Regions from separate parts of the Mus musculus genome. Here regions 1 and 2 are each linked to region 3. The links are chromatin contacts, called in public Hi-C maps. All regions are on one chromosome and are shown on one strand. The core of a region is the stretch at or near the end of the contact, and the rest is flanking DNA. Distances in the headings are between cores, read along the strand shown. Region 1 overlaps Prkn (parkin RBR E3 ubiquitin protein ligase). Region 2 overlaps Prkn (parkin RBR E3 ubiquitin protein ligase). Region 3 overlaps Prkn (parkin RBR E3 ubiquitin protein ligase).

Region 1 (2,700 bases), core at 15-2,514, 850 kb before region 3:
TATATGTTATTTTGAAGAAATCTTTAAATTGAAAAGAAACAATATACTACAAAACTAAAAGTAGATTAATTGAGAAGATAAATGCAAGAATTTAGAAAATATTGTTTGTTTGTTTTATTTTTCTGTTTAAGACAGGGACTTGCTATGTGCAGTCTAGACCATTCTAGAACTTGCTATGTGGAGCACCCTGGCCTAGAATTCACAGAAATCCAGCTGCTGCTTTTGAGTGTTGAGAGTTAAGACATGCACCACCCCACCTGGCTCAGGAGACTAGCAAGTATCTAAGAGCCTCACCTGGAGTGGTGTTAAAAGAGTGGGTGGTTGTAAACAGCAGGCAGATGTGAGAAATGCTAGAGATGGTGTGACAAGGGGAATGAGAAGACAGTCTGGGAGATATCATGGACTCTAGCCAGATTCTAATGAAGAGAGTGATCACAACAGCAGAGGTGATGTCACTTCAAGATCTCGCTCGAAATCCACTGTCACCTGTGAGCTAAGAACACAGGGTGCAAAATCCTTACACAGAGTATGGAGGCCTTATCAAGAACCTACAACCATTTCACAGAGTCCAGAACTCTTCACAGAACCTAGATTCAAAACCTTGCCCAGAGTTCTTTCATAGGCCCCAAGCTCTCTTCAGCTGTCTACACAGTGGCTTCCATTTCCACCATTTCTTTCTGGGGCATCCACATGCTGCCTTTGAGTTTTATGCAAAGGACTCTGCGGAGGGAGTGAGCATTTGTTCAGTCTTTTGGAGCAGAATAGTCTATACACTCATGGGAATCTTGAGATTCCAATCAAGCAAGTTCTCCGCTTTACTCCCTCTGTTCCAGGAGGGCTGTGAAAGGCACAAAACTGCCGTAGTCTGCAGGTCACTGACCAGGGTCTGAGCAGGAAAACACCTAGGGAAAAACACCTAGGGGAAACTGTTTTTGGTTTTGTTTGTTTTTTTTTTTGTTGTTGTTGTTTTGTTTTGTTTTGTCTTTTTTCTAACTACTGCTCTATACTATAAATTTATGCTCTGTGATAAATGGAAGAAAATATATGCCATGCACTGGAGGGCAGGTGAGGGGCAAGCTGCTTCAGAGACATTTCACTGGCCATTAAGGGTTTGGAGTAATATTCTTTCTTCTCTCTCTGCCCCTGGTCTTGTCTAGTGTTTGTCAGGTTCAACTCCAGCTATGGCTTCCCAGTGGAGGTCGATTCTGACACCAGCATCTTGCAGCTCAAGGAAGTGGTTGCTAAGCGACAGGGGGTTCCAGCTGACCAGCTGCGTGTGATTTTTGCCGGGAAGGAGCTTCCGAATCACCTGACGGTTCAAGTGAGTCTCCCTGGGTGGGTGGTCCCTGGGATGTAGCCAGGGCCAAAGACCCTGCAGCTAATGCTGCCAATCTGACATTCACGCCTGAGATCTAATAGAATAAATAGTACCTGGGGATTCCTTGAACTTTACTCCGCACGGCTTCATTAATTCTGACCTTCTTAATTATGCATTAAAACAGTATGCAGGAAGGACTGGAGGAACAAGTGTGGGTGAGCCAAGACCGGGAGAGAGAAGCCAGGGGCGCGCGCGCTCAGTTTAGTGAATAAATGTTTACTGACTGAGGGAGCAGGAAGGCACAATTTCTGGGTCTGTTCAATTTTTACCTTCCTTATTCTATTTGAATCGTAATGAAGAAGGATTCAAATAAATCGTTCCCAAGAAGGCTGCTCAGGCCATGCCTAGTGAGGGATTTACAACCCAACTGTGACCCCTGGAGGACACTCATAGCTGCTGCCTGGACTACAGCAGACACTGGCCCAGGGCCCCCATTTGCAGAGGGCTCTGAGCCAAGGACAGGAAGCATCAAATTCACACAGCAAAAGTCCATCTTTGTATCTCGGGGGCGTAGACGGAGTTACCCCTGGCCGACGCCCCTGAAACAGAACTAACTAAACTGTGGGGATCTGCTTTCCTGCCTATTACTTCCTGGGTATCTGGCCCCTGCTGTGCTGTGGAAACCGCTTCTTTATGGCATCTTGTACATTTGGAGAGATGAGTTTTGTAGGCATCCAAGGAACTGGATAGCAATTGATGCACGGGCCCTTTGCCTAGAATGAGAGAACAGTGAGTGTTTTGGAGGGAAGTCCGGCAAATATGAACCACATTTACTCAAGTGATTAGAAGCAGGGAAAAGCGCGTCCCCTCCACTCTGTGTAGGGTGGTATTGCACCCTGGTTCACAGCAGGGTGGGGACCTGTGCTGTACTCGGAGCTTCTGACTGCCCAGGCCAGGCAGTGCGCTGACGTATTTGCTGCTTTGTGAAATGCTTTTGGAATGTGGGTATACAAAGAAACTATAGAAATGCAAATGATTCTGCTATCTCCCCCCCCCCCCCCGCCTGCCCCCTTTGGTGGCAGGAGGACTCACACCCATTGTGCACAAAGTGCTGTGCTTTGCTTTCAGGCAATTTGTTTCATAAGGGAAGTGCCTGTGCTAAGAAGTGTTTGGATTTTTTTTTTTTTTTAATTTCAGTCAACTAAAAAGCTTTTGCAGTTCCTGCCAACTTCTAAACCTAAGATTGTTTCCTTCACAAATAAATGGTTTTAAAACTGTTTCTTGAATCCAGATAGACTTTATTATGAGAGCCATTAGATTTTAAATCCCCTCACCTGTACAAAGGAGGGTACGTGTAGCAGTTGGCTGTTTTTTGTTCAGTA
Region 2 (2,700 bases), core at 27-2,526, 760 kb before region 3:
TCATTTATTTTCGCAGTACTAACCGGACAGACAGACAGATTTGATAAGTGTGGAGGAAGGTTGTTGTATTCTGAGGTGCTGATCATGGCCCCAAGCTCTCCAGGTATGTGGAATTCCCAGGATCCTACAGAGCTGTTAAGAAAGCCATGAATGGGTCTTACGAGAACCTCCAGCTACAGTTTGGTTCTTGGAAAGATTTGTCTTTCTGTGCCCGTTTTAGGTTTCTGTTAGAGACTTTTAGCAGGATGTTCTGTGCAAGGTGCTTATGATTCACAATGATGAATGAAGCTTGTCCAAACCCTTCCTGGCTCTCTCTGTTGTGTTTAAGCAACTGCTCAAAGCAAAGCAAACTGATCTGTGTGTGACCTTAGAGTACCCAGGTTCCGGCAAGCCCCATCTGGTCACTACCAAGCAGCAGGAAGGAGCAATGCTGCAGAGAGGGGCAGTAAGCCACAGTGTAATAGGACATGGCCTCAGATACCCCAAATGCTTAGAACTAGTGTTGTAGGAATGATGATGGTCAGGGACATGTAAAACATTCCTGAACACTTGGTGGGGCTGGGCATCCCAATGCCCAATGTAATGAAATGTTCTTTCCTCCCCTCATCTGGGAGAGAGATCAGTGATGAATTTGCAGATTGGTCTATCCCATTTGCCCCAGTATGGAACACCCAGCACCCCCTTGGCAGAATTTCTGCTAGTAACTAATGAGATGTCATATGCTTTTCTCTCATTCATTTAATATAATAGATTCAGAGCCACATCTGCTGAAAAATAAATTTACATTAGGAATTAAAATAATGCCTCCAAATCACCAGTGTGATAGTTCGCTGAGTGGATATTGACGCATAAAAGGCAGGTAAAATGAGGAACCTCTGATCTCAGACTCTCTGCAGACATTGCAGACTGCACATCAAAGACCATATATTTCTATGCAAATGGGACATGTATCTAGCATTGGGAGCATTTCCAGAAAGTACTGTGCAATATGCTCTTCAGAAAAAAAGAAAAAAGAAAAACCCTAAGTCTTGCTTGGTATTACATGAAGCACAGCTACGCACACAGTTTGCAGAGTGGGTGCACATGACACGCCAACACGAACTTTCCTTCTCCACTGTTCCTCGTTTGTGAGGCGACAGCAGATGGCTGAACTGGCACAGGACTGAGTTCGGCACCATTCTGAGTCAGAACTGCTGTGAAGGTGCCAGAGTCTGAGTGGCCAGAAGACCAGATCCCTAATAGCCTCCTGAGACGGCTTTCCTCTCTCTCCCTCAGATGCTTGCAGAGGAGCCTTCCAGAGTGCTCCCTGCCTGTGCTGTGTAATGAGCAGTTTCAGCTCTGTCTGAAGCAGAAGCAGAGGCCTTATGTAACATTGCAACTTCTCAAGAAACCAACACGTCAGCTGTCTACATTTCCACATGTCCCTCAGTACTCTAAAACTCTCATCTTCCTCACACGCATGCAGCCCCCATTGCCTTTTCCAAACACCAATGCACAGAAAGCACTCCTGTCAGATGCTTAGGAAGTTGATGGAGAAGATCACATGTTTGATTGCATACGTGCATGTTGGGGAATGCCTAGCTGCAGGGTTCAGTGCACTTCATCTGTTCTTTCTCTAGTGTCACCTGCTATCTACCATCCATCTTCCTGTTCTTTGCCACAGTATCTGGAAGCCAAGATAACAGCGAGCCCTTCTTGTTCCTATGAGGAGATAATAGAGGGGCAGTCTCTGTAAATCCAAGTAAGCAAGCAGATGTGACAGCTCTGGGCACCTCCTACACACCATGACTTCCTTAATGTCACAGAACAGAGGTAAAACCGTCTGGAGAATGCATGTAAGGATCTCACAGAGCCAATCTTAGCATGAACTGATTGCCAGGACCATATTTAAAACAAAAAGCAACAACCAATACCATGGTGCTTTTTGGGGCTATTTTTGGCTATTTTATTATATTCTTTTACCTCTACTTCCCTTCCAACCTTTAATCCACCATGAGCCCTTCCAGCCCCACCCCCCCAATACTAGGTTGGAGAGAAAGAACATTAGAGGGGAAAGGGGCTTCTTTCAGCTAAAATACAGACTACTTCCTGTTGATTGGTGGTGTCATGTTTCTTGGGGCCAGTCCAATCTTCATCATCAGGGTATCTCCAACTTCTAGTTCCGGACAAACTGTAACAACAACACCTGGGAGCAGCAGTGGGAGCAGCAGCCACCTCCTTCCTCAGAGCTTCTCCAGCCCCTCTTGGGGTGCTGGCATTTATTCCCTTTCCAGAGTCCCCAGAATTAAACTATCTGCGGCTGGCAAAAACCACACCCCTCCTAGAGCATGAGACATAGTCAACTGCTGTGGACAAACTGAAGCAGGCCTGTATCCTGCACCTGGGCACCTGGTAGTAAAAAAAGGAAAGCATATTTCTATAACATAAGTGGGTTTTTAAAGAAATCTAAGTTCTCACTACAACCAACAGTGTCTTCCAGGCAAACAATCTGATGGTGTTCACACATCCATTCATCGTGTAATGTTTTAGGAGGAAACGACAGATGAGGTGCATTGGGGTGCTTTGTGAACCACTGGCTTGGTATGACACAGACCATATGAAGGAGGAACTGCTACATGTAGGGGATTAAACCTGCAATCCCAGCTTTCAGGAGCCTAAGGCATGAGTGGGGCAATGCAAGACCAGTCCAGCAGATAACGG
Region 3 (2,700 bases), core at 181-2,680:
GCCAGACAACCGTGCAGGAGATGGCACTAAGAACAGAACCCACTAAAGTTGGATCTCCTTGTAACGTAATTAAGAAGATAAACCCCTCCCTAAACACAATACCCAGAGGACAATAGTAACTTCCAGCTCTCACGAGTGTGGACCCGAAAGCAACAGGCTGGTGCCTCGTAGCATTTACAGGTTCAGTCAGCAGCGGAAGCAGCGTGGGCTTGTCACTAGCCGAAGCCTGTGGAACTTCCCGCACTCAGTTTGTGTTTGAGTCTAAAAAGATTGGTACTTAGCCTCTACCCATTTAAGCCTGTCACTTTAAGGCCACGACTTTGGACATATTCCCCATTATGCAGCCTAGCGTTGCTCCATCAGTTTGTCAGGCGCACCTGCTCTGACTTGACTTCACTGGCAAGGACACAGAGTAGGACAGGACTGTCACTTATGTGGATCTCTAAAGTGGCTTCCCTTACATAGCAATATTTAATTCACTTCTCAGCAGCACAGATGTGTGACAGCTGCTGTTGGTTAAATGTTTACTATATGACAGATCTTGTGCTAAGTTCCATCTCACTTAATCCTCCCAGTAATTTTAAGGGAAAGGTGGCTTTGGGGGGCGGAGGGGTGGAGTAACCTGAACCACACAGAGTGACGTAAGGAAATGAGAAAGAGCTGTGTCTTTAAGTTCTAGATGGTCAGCTCTGAGGTACATGCCTTTATTTAATGTCCTATCACCACAAGATGTGCGCACACGCGCGCACACACACGGGGGGGGGGGAGATTTATTTGTATCAAGTAATCACTAATAAATCTAATAAATTGCTTCTCTGAAATCCATCTGTACCCCCTACCTTCTCCCCTAAGAATACTAGAAACTTCTTTCTAGAGCCAGCCTAAAGTGTACTCCATTGCATCCTGCCGTGGAGCAACAGAGAAAGCTTTGGGGAAATAAATACACACGGGTCCTTAGGAACAGCTCTGCTGACAGTGGCATATAAGACTTTCTAAGAGGAGAAGAAAAAATAACTTAAAGTATTCTAAAGAAATCAGCTCACGCCTCCGTGACCTGAGCACACTGGTTTCTAGCAGAAGCCTACAGACTCTATCTACCTCGGAACCTGAGTAGTAGGTGGCTCACAAAAGGAAGTGGCCCGCGCAGGAGCCAGGTCTCCTTCCCTTCGTGCGCACCGGCCTTATTTCTGTCAGCTGCTCTTCGGTTCTCCAGCTCACCGAGAGGAGGTGAAGTCCCGTGTCATTGTATTGTAATGGCTGGCCTGCAGTCCTCTGGATTGTACATTAGGTTGAAATGTTCTAACTGCTACCTTCTTTCTGGGGCTTCAAGCCCCTGCAGGGACAGATGGACAAGCAGAACCCAGCAGCTACAAGGGAATTGGACGCCCGGTTAAAAGTAATTGGAAGCAGCGTGGCAGGAGCCATTGGAAGGCAAATGAATCCAGAGCTCCATGCTCGCATAATCAGCTGGGAGCTCCCGCGGAGCGGAGCGGAGGGAAAGCTCTTTCCTTTCCGGGATGGTTGGTTTGTAAAGGCTTGCCTTCTCTCAGCCGCTAAGCCAAGCCTTGACAACGCAAGGAGGAAATTTACCGGGAATGTCATAGTAATAACTATCTAGAAATCTCTGCATCAATAATTCATGAATTTGATCTCTAGGAGGTTAATTTAAAAAAAAAAAATTAAAATTAAAAAAAGTCTCCGGGAATAATAAATTGAATTATTATTATAATCATTATTATATAGCTCATTTGAAAGGAAAATCATGACAGTGGTACTGCTCTGACTTTTGCCGGCATGAAGACTGTGACTTTACGGCAAGGAGACTAAAATACAGAACTTGTCAATAATATAAGTCCCGTTAAGACAAGGAAGAAAGGGGAGTGGGAGGGAGATAAAATGACGGAGTGGGAGGGAGATAAAATGACGAGTGAGGCAGGAGTGCACTCAGGCAGGCTTATTTCCCAGGCCCCTTTGAACAGTGTTGGGAGAATTCTGAAGACACCCCTCTCTCCACCCCGCAACCCGAGTTCCTTTTTCCTCTCCCAGCTCCCCTTCCCTGAGGTATGCCTTTACAATGAGTAAAATTTAGGCAGAGTTAGCCAGCAGCCTGTTCACTTCCTAGGATCTGTATCCGTTTCAGACACCCTCGTTTCTCTTCACTGTCCAGTGTGGCCAGTCATTTCCTCTCTGTCAACACGTTCTTCTGGCTTTAATGGCCTCATGGTCCTCCTATACATCTCTAAATTTGCTGTCAAACTTAATTTCATGTACTCTTCTTGTAACTCTCAAAGATGCAAAGAGAAAGACCACCGACCCAAATCACCATGCCAAATTAATTAAATCAAACAGTTAATTAAAGCAAGCCTTTTTTTATTCACATACACGGGCTGTCTCTCCCTAAAAATATGGTTCAAGAGATCAACATTGTATGTGAGGAAGACATTTGTACAGCAAAGAGGTAGGGAGTTCCCAAGTGTGGGGCTTGGCAGAGAAAATAGGCAGGCTTAGAGAAGCAGACCTTAGCAAGGTGGCCATAACAAGGCAGTCATAACAACCTTTGAGAAAAAGGTATGGTTGCAAGGTCATTGATGATTACAACTTTCTGAAACAAAAACGTGATTGTCACTTCCTGGATGAGGGAGTTACGTGGGGCAGAGCCCAGTCTTGAGAAATAGATTCCTGCCATAAACAGGAATGAGA

What was found. A called contact is a pair of places that touch in the nucleus more often than the background predicts.
Region 1: a Hi-C map of cerebellum shows a contact between it and region 3, with 1.9 times the contacts expected there. The contact joins two enhancer-like sites. A contact is called at or near these places in 1 of 484 Hi-C or Micro-C datasets (cerebellum), 6 of 115 datasets of contacts at active chromatin or transcription factors (SST interneurons, astrocytes, embryonic midbrain and 2 more) and 1 of 9 other capture datasets (embryonic stem cells).
Region 2: a contact with region 3 is called in a Hi-C map of cerebral cortex, with 1.7 times the contacts expected there. The contact joins two enhancer-like sites. A contact is called at or near these places in 2 of 484 Hi-C or Micro-C datasets (cerebral cortex and embryonic stem cells).

What each region holds. Positions count from the first base shown.
Region 1 is chr17:11,065,972-11,068,671 of GRCm38.p6, forward strand. Prkn (parkin RBR E3 ubiquitin protein ligase) reads left to right here. Exons shown (of 12, transcript NM_016694.4): 2 at 1,158-1,321. Among named protein-coding and RNA genes, the nearest start is that of Gm41526, 67 kb to the right of the region's middle. Within about 2 kb of position 1,265, at least 82 of the 459 cell types and tissues checked have an H3K27ac peak or open chromatin away from gene starts, as enhancers often do. A contact at or near this core is called in cerebellum, where this site is marked.
Region 2 is chr17:11,156,570-11,159,269 of GRCm38.p6, forward strand. All of the region lies in intron 2 of Prkn (parkin RBR E3 ubiquitin protein ligase), which reads left to right. Among named protein-coding and RNA genes, the nearest start is that of Gm41526, 24 kb to the left of the region's middle. Within about 2 kb of position 1,277, at least 37 of the 459 cell types and tissues checked have an H3K27ac peak or open chromatin away from gene starts, as enhancers often do. A contact at or near this core is called in cerebral cortex, where this site is marked.
Region 3 is chr17:11,911,806-11,914,505 of GRCm38.p6, forward strand. The region is part of intron 9 of Prkn (parkin RBR E3 ubiquitin protein ligase); the gene reads left to right. Among named protein-coding and RNA genes, the nearest start is that of D17Ertd648e, 30 kb to the left of the region's middle. Within about 2 kb of position 1,431, at least 35 of the 459 cell types and tissues checked have an H3K27ac peak or open chromatin away from gene starts, as enhancers often do. A contact at or near this core is called in cerebellum and cerebral cortex, where this site is marked.